Regions from separate parts of the Gasterosteus aculeatus genome. Here region 1 is linked to region 2. Evidence: chromatin contacts called from public Hi-C data. All regions are on one chromosome and are shown on one strand. Each heading gives the region's core, a stretch centred on a gene start, on an enhancer-like site or on the middle of the called end of the contact. The rest is flanking DNA. Distances are from core to core; before and after follow the strand shown.

Region 1 (3,991 bases), core at 1,424-3,923, 140 kb before region 2:
TTGATCTAGACTAAGCATTAGACTTTACACTTTGAACATAGCAAGCTGTTTTTTCAGCTGTATTTTTGAAGTTTCATGAAAAATGAATAATGTATTAAAATGTATCATATTGCAATAAATCTAAATCTATAAATATATCGTATCACGTCACATGCACCACAGTATGTATCAAATGTTGAGGTGTTTGCCAAAGCATAGCTGTAGTGATAAGGTTGAAAAATAACTCTACAACTTAAAAGATTATTATACACAAAGGAGCTGAACGCAATCGGCAAAATTATTCCAGGTTCACAAAAATCTACTGAGATTATAAACCGTTTTTTAACAATCTCAACATAAGGTCCAACTGGTAGAGCTTGTCGAGCCTTCGGCCAAGATTTTCTTGAAAATCTTGAAAAAAAAAAATCTTTCTCAGCCGATTAGTAATCATCTTTATTCAGGTATTAATGAACACATGAATGGCATTTGCATTAATCGTTACTAATTACTAGAGCAACAACTTGTACACAAGCAATTTGAAAAATAATCCTCAAATTAACAGCAATTGCAATTGAAGATTAAACGTTATTAATGAAGCAATAAATTGATTTAAACATAAACATGGATTAACATACAGGAATGTGAGTATTGTACTAAAATATATATTTTTTTAAATGTTTATGCTGATGAGAAAAAAATATATATAATGGACTCATATATTTTTTCCTGTTCCTGTTTATAAAAACATAGCAAAGATGTAGGAAACAGGGCGGTGTTGCCATTACCAACAAACAAAAACATTGCATTATTATTAGAATTATAATGTGCAATGATGACGCTGTCACTTCCTGCCACCACAAAAATTCGATAAAACAAATAGGCCTACGCGGGACTGTACCTGCACATTTTAGCAACTTTGTCGCTAGTCCGGTGGGCATAACCTCCCCTATCACGAAAACATCTGGAGCTAAATGGTTATGCATTTCTAAATAATAATAATACTGAATGAAATAATAATGTATGCCAAATAAGGCCCACACTGACTGGTTGATAATTTGTACTTGAGGTGAAGCTTACCTTTGCTGCAGCGGAGAAGCTCCAGCTTTCGTCCACTAGATGTCAGGAAGCTCTCAGATATGAAAATGAATGTACATCACCCAGTGCTCGTAGGCATCATCGTTTTAAAGTATAAAGAACTATAATGAAGCTAACGGAAAACGTCTTGAATTAAAATACCCTCACACTGCAGTGATTTTCTGTGGCAAAAATATATTTCAATACACCCTTATTACAAACACATACAGTCGATAGAATCATACAATCTGAGGGTTAGAAAAACCAATCAACAGATTTAAATCAAAGTTTGATTTAAGGGCAATTATTATTTTCCATTTTTTATCTTTTCTTGATGCAGATGTTACTTAAATGTATGAATTACTGTCTTGCTTTCTTTCCCCAAAAGAGGGAGACATTAGACTAGAAATAAAGTGAAACATTACCGCCATATATGCAACCTCCACATACTGAATATGTCTTATACAGTTGCTCACAAAAAAATTCCGTATTCCATTTACCTCACAGGCCAAATCAGTCAGCAGAGTTAGATATTTCCACAGGTATTTTCTTTAATTTAATGGCCATTTAATGGCCTTCTGAAAATAAGGCCTTGGCCCTGTGGCCCTTTTTTTTTTGTCAATCTCTCAGGCAGTTGCAATGCCTCCCAAACTTTCTGTAAAGTTCAAGGGTGTGATGCTGACACAAGGAGTCATGTGAGGCTGCAGTCAGGAGATGGCAATGGCGTCGGGGTGTTGCTTGGCTGTCAGCGGCGGCGGTGGGCCGGACGGGCCGCGGCTCTGCGCTGAGAACGGGCTCCTTCTCTGCCTGCTGGAGATCTCGTACACTGGCTGCTTGAGTCAGCCCTAAGCCGCTCTCCCCACGCAGGGCTCCCTTCACCAGCGCTCACCTAAATCTGTCACACAGATTTGACACCGCGTCTCTTGGAGTGCACTCTGAAATGACATGTATATAATGTGGAATATTGTGCACATTTACAGCCTGGACTTCCCTTAGAGCATTAACGTTTTTTCTTGTTTTTTCATGACTTTGTTTTCTTGTGGAGAAAATAAGATTTGAGTTAAACACGTTTTCGAATACTGCTACAATTATACAATTTCCTTTACAAAAATAAAGGTGGTTTACTGTGTTAAATACAAAGTCCCTAATTCCAAAGGGATGAATTAAGAAGTTAATTGTTTATTACCATATGGGGGATTTTACTAACTGCATGGTGTCCTTACTTTTCTGTGGCCAGTCAACATTTTCATACGTTGGGCTTATTTGGCCCACAAACTTAACAACCCAAATCAGCTCGAATTAGGCTCATCACTATTAATGCGTGAGAAATGACTCTTAATGGGGTCACGTATCTTTTTCCCTGTGAGAAAACAATTTGCAATGATCTTGATTTTAGAATAGATTAATTTCAATTTCCTACTACAGATCATTTTCTGTGTGTAAAGCGTTGAAACTGAAATGAGGACAGACTAATACATCATGAAGCCCTTACCTGCACCTTCATTTTTGCATGCACAACGTTAATATTCAATGTACACGAAAGGTGTATACTTTTCAATATCTTCATTTCTGTGTTATATTTTTTTACCGCTAATATTTTAGAGCAACCCAAACATCACACTTTAGAGGAAGAAAAATGCATCATGCAGAAAAGTCTATATATATGTATGTATATATATATATCTCATATAAATAAATAGAGAGAGATAGATAGATGTAGATGGACATCAGACGTAGACGTCATAGACGTCATTATTCAGTACAGTAAATACAACATTATTATGTTTAAACCTGTGACTTTATGCATTAAGAACCCAAACCACAACCCAGTTTTAAGCCACTTTGTGCAATACAAACAGGAAAAGCTGCACCAGCTGGGGAGAAAAAATCCTTCCCACTGGCCAACGAGGCCAGTTGCTGCTGCAGAAGAAAAGCCACCGAGCACAAGCCCTAAAAGGGAAGGAGGTCTGCTTTCTTGTACATGCTTTCTCTACACAGGACTTCTTTTCAAGAAATGACACTGATGACAGACGGAGGCAAATGGATTGATTCATGAACCTGAATAGGCACTAAGCTTTTAACGTTTATGAAATATATCTAAAAACAACTACTGCAAATAAAAAACACAGGTCTCCAGGAACAGGGTTCAGAGGGTCATTGTGATGCTGTTGTAAATTAGAAGACTTGAACATTTGCTCCTTTGAGAATCTCCATCCCTTTGAAATGAAAATAGAGGTTAAAAATCTCCTAAAATAGTTAAAAGCTACTTGGATTCTTCTCTTCCACAGGTAATTAGTTTGATTAATTTTTGACCTACTTTTCACTCCTTCTTAAGCCCCCATTTGTATTTTCCTCATCCTGGGAATAAGGAGCTGTGATCTTCAATTGAATTACAGGTTACATTGTATATTACCAGCTTTCTTTCTACGTTCTTGTATTCACTAAACATTTAAAGGTGCAAAACCTGATATTACATATGACAGCTCTCAGCGACTCATACCTAATGCTGCTACCCGCAATAACAGCAACAGCCGGGCGGACTACGGTGCAGGTTCTGACGGAGCAAATTGTTTTTTAAGAGACAGGGAACCGGAGAATCGGTGCAACAACAACTTTTGATGGAGCCAGCGACAACGGGCCACTGCTTCAGAAGCACGGATAACCACACAACCAAAGGGGGGAGTCCTCATATGCTCAGTTAAACATTTCTCAACTATATCCTTATAGTAAGTAGTTGCTTACTGCTAATTTGATAATGCTTTAAGCACCTTCTTGACCTAAAGAAAACCGCCCCAAAACTTTTTGGCCTGTAAATAATAATGCAATGGAATGCTTATTTTCTTAAACAGGTATTCAGGTTTACCTCTCTTTGATACATCATGATTTGTAAACTTTCCCATAGACAGCAGTGACAGGTTTCCTCTGATAATGTAGAAAA
Region 2 (4,031 bases), core at 1,458-3,957:
GGCCTTTAACGGGAAATGGCATAATGGCTCATGTTACAGACGGAGATTATGACAAAAAGTTTTGTTTTTTTAATGTTTTTTCGAAATTAAGTGCTGAACTTTCTTGTCAGGAGCTGTCAGCATTTACCGATTACCAATTATGTCAATTATAAGAGTAGTCTAGCCACCTCTTTTCTTATGCTCATCCTCATCACTCCACGCTGCTGAGAAATAAGAACCCCCCCAATGATCCCTATGGTATATTAATGATCTTTTGGGGGGGGATTATTCTTCAGTTGGTCCTTTTCTCTTAAGAAATGTACGTTATCTAGAACCTTGTGAGTAAGAGAGTCACGTCGTTTTACTCCACCTAATGCTACGAACGAAATCCTGTGCAATCTTTTGCCTGCGATCGACTTCCACCGCTGAATCCTTCCGTCTGTGTCTTCTCCACAAGCCGTGCCCGTCCAGCAGTTTAGAGAAAAATCCAATCCAATTTACCAAATGATGCCATCATGAGTGTGAATGCAGAAATGGATGAATAAATGAATAAATTGCCCAGTGGATGGAACATATAAGCGAACACATGCATTGCAGGGCCCGGGGGCTGTCCCGAGGCCAATCATTTAGCTAACACACTAATGAAAGCGTGTGTAGTGTGGCTAAGGGCAGCCACCATGGGAGGCACCGCTCCCCTCCCTCCTCATGTCGCCGAGCGTTAATAGGCGGGATGGAGCCAACGGAACTCCCAGGAGAGGCGATGCTGATGAAGAGGAAAACCTGTCGTCCCCTCCGCTAATCACCGCCTAACGGCTGCGGCGACGCCGGTCTTACAAATGGGGCCGTGCAGGTGTGCTCACGCACATCTGCAGGTTGTGCGTGAGAAGCACCGGCGTTTTAAGGTATTGCTAAATGAATAGAATAGAATGTTCTTTGCCTACTGTGCTGTGCTTGTTCACGTGCATATTTGGCTGCCAACTCGTTCGGGGAGCTTAAATAAGCACAACACGTACAGCGTGTGTCGTTTGTGTTGTTTGTTTAGTTTCATATCGTTGAAGGTCTGAATCACTGTCAAACCGCGTGACGTGTCTGAATACAGCGGTGGTAACATCACCTCAGAGGCAAATCAATCAGAGCTACAACAATAAGCCGATTAATCGATTGGTCGATCAACAGAAATGTAATCAGCAACCGATTGTTGTTCTTTAACTTCCAGGTTCTCAGATTTGCTGCTTTTGTCTGTTTTAGTAGTACTGTACATGTAGGCATTTCACATTGAAATGTTGACATGCTTTTTATAATTTTGTGGACTAAACAAGTAGGTTAATGAGTTAGCCAAGACAATTAACAGCAGAAGAAACATTGACAATAATCCTTAGTTGCAGTCCAAAATAAATAGTCTCTTCTGTTTACAGTGGGCCTTATATGTATCAACCAAGTAGACCTAACGCTCATTATGGCCACTAAAGGAAAAAGCCCTAATTCAGATTTTTCATAGGGCATTTCACATAAACTCTCAATATTACAAAATATATATATTTTTTAAATACATTAGAGAGCTGATAAGTCATGATGTCAAATAGCATTACTATTATTAATGCTTATTATTAACTCCCTGGGCCAAATGATTATTCACTTCAGCTTAACGTTTAGCAAAGACTAAAGAATGCCTTTCACATTCTCATCACTATTGTGAAGCTTACACGTTTTATTATTGTATGACGTCCATGCCAACAGCACACAAAGACTCCTGATTAGTAATAGCAGTGTATCAAGTTATGCCACACGTGAAAGGCGTGTCGCCTTTATTGCAGGTCTGACGTGATTAATATGTCAAAGTTTTTAGTCAAACTAGACATTCAGCCTTTGTGTAGTTTGCTGGATGACGTCGACTCTATTGACTCGTGGCTATACCTTTTTGGAGGTAAACATCAAGCTGTAAAACTTTGAGAAATCCCCTTCCGGTTGAGACCTACAGAATAAAGTTTTAATAGTAAAGATTTGTTTGTAATAATTGAGCTTTCCACTGTAGGGGTCCGTTTTGGGAGACGTTTCCCATCTCAGGGTAAATCAACTCAGAGTTCAGGGTTTGACTCAGAGTTTGTTAAACCTCCTATTTGAAACGGACCCCAGGTCTTTAACAGCGGGTGACAAAAAAAATAAAAATCAAGATAAATTATTTCATCTTTCTACATCGTATGCTCTACCGTACACATATGGGAGATTAAACTTTTTATTATTTTCAACATGAGGTGAGAAATGCGTCATGTCTAACCGCATGCTTCAAAGACATATGGGGGAGGCATTTCATCAGAAATGCAAACACAACTTGTGACTTGTTCAACAATGCCAGTGCAGCTCACACGACCGGCCGCTCCAGCAGTTTAGCGTGCTCATTTGGGCAACTGGAACACAAGACGTTATTGTCTTCGACAAAATGTCAACTGAAACTTCTCCATATTTTCTTGATGGTGTTAGTACATTTGAAATTAAAATGAAACCGTTCAGCCGGTCTGTCTCAGAAACAGCTATTGACTCAGTTTTGACTCATGGTCCACGTTTGCAGGCCACACCTTTGTGAACGCAAGGTCCACATGTAGTCAGCCGAATGATTTCTGATGAAAAAAACATGGTTTGGGGCCTGGGTCGAGAATCCTACCTCTTTATTGACTGACTTATCAAATCTGTACTTTAATGTGCATGTTAATTCCTATAGAATTATGAAACAATACAACATCTGGATTTACATTGCGGATTGGATTGTTCAAAAGCTGCTTTCCAACCCCAAATTAGTATTGGAAAGGGAGCACTGATGTGTGTGTTATTTATGTATTCATTATGTGGATTTTTTGGTGTCCCTTGCCAACCGTTTCTGTTGAGCGCTTTATTTTGAAGGCAACACACATCCCACTTCCTGTACCCTTGTAGCTAGCTCTGGCTAGCTTGCTGTTAGCTCCGCGCAGTGGGACGACTCTTTCCTGCCAGTCCGTCCAATCAGAGTTTAGTGACAGAGTGGAAGTTGGTCGCTATGTCCCCATACAAAAAAGAACCCTGGTCAAGTCAAAGTTGTGGCATGAAGATTCAGCGACGAAACCGACAACTTCAGCTAAGTTTCTGCTAGCTAACGCTAAGACGTTTTTGTTTTTTTTACGATACAAAAAAAAAAACGGTCCCGTTTTTGATGTTCCGCGGCTGTTGGAGGTGACCCGGGCGAGGGGGGCCACACGGTGAAATAACATGCCGTCGTACCTTGGTGTCGGGCTCGGCTGTGGGTGTCACACGCTGCCGTGTTCCTGACCCGAAGACACGGACTGCAGCTCCGGGAGGCATTTCCAGCCTGCCACGCAGGCAGTTAACAACTCCCCCAAAGGAAAAGTAAACTTTGCCTACAACTTACATTTAAACCCCGCGCTGCGACACTTTGACACTTTGTTATTTTGTCACCTGGAAAGTTGTTTTTTTGAGAGAGAGCGAAAATGATGAAGGCCAGGAGATACTTGAGAGGAAGTGGACGGGTTCTCGTCTTCGTCTTCGTCGCCTCCGTCGTTTGGCTCCTGTTTGACATGGCCGCCCTGCGCCTGTCGATGAACGACGTCACCGGCCAGCTGCTGAAGGAGCGCGTGATAAGGGACCAGCGGCTCGTCAGACAGCAGTCCCGCGCGACGCGGGCGGGGAGGCGCGGGTTCAAACACCCGGTGCAGAGGATGGACCCCACCGCCACGCGCGCCCCTAAGGGGCCGCTCGCTTCGCACCTCGAGCTGGCTCCCGTGTACAGAAAGGGGGGCCAGAAAGAGGACAAAAACACCCACTCTCTTCGTCTTCCCCACGTAGACCCCCGACAGGGAGGAGAAGCTGTCCTGCGACATGTCACGCCAAAGCGGGACGTCCCCCCCAAGAAGGAAGCGGTGGATTTGGACGTGAAGGCGATGGAACCACAGAAGAGCGGCCCGGTTAAAGGGACGTTGCCTGTGGCGCGGCCCGTTGATGTCAAGGATGCACCAGTAGTTCTGCACACGAGTGATCCAAAGAGCGACAAAAGAGGCCCGAATGAC

The links. Hi-C and Micro-C count contacts between places; a contact is called where the count stands out from the background.
Region 1: a contact with region 2 is called in a Hi-C map of skeletal muscle, with 4 times the contacts expected there. The contact joins the enhancer-like site here to the promoter of galnt5 in region 2. A contact is called at or near these places in 3 of 6 Hi-C or Micro-C datasets (skeletal muscle and whole body).

Annotation. Positions count from the first base shown.
Region 1 is chr16:11,938,208-11,942,198 of fGasAcu3.hap1.1, reverse strand. No RefSeq gene overlaps it. Among protein-coding and RNA genes, the nearest start is that of LOC144388780, 7.1 kb to the left of the region's middle. Within about 2 kb of position 2,673, at least 2 of the 9 cell types and tissues checked have open chromatin away from gene starts, as enhancers often do.
Region 2 is chr16:11,801,567-11,805,597 of fGasAcu3.hap1.1, reverse strand. galnt5 (polypeptide N-acetylgalactosaminyltransferase 5) reads left to right here and starts at 2,707. Exons shown (of 10, transcript XM_040201561.2): 1 at 2,707-4,031. The coding sequence starts at 3,456.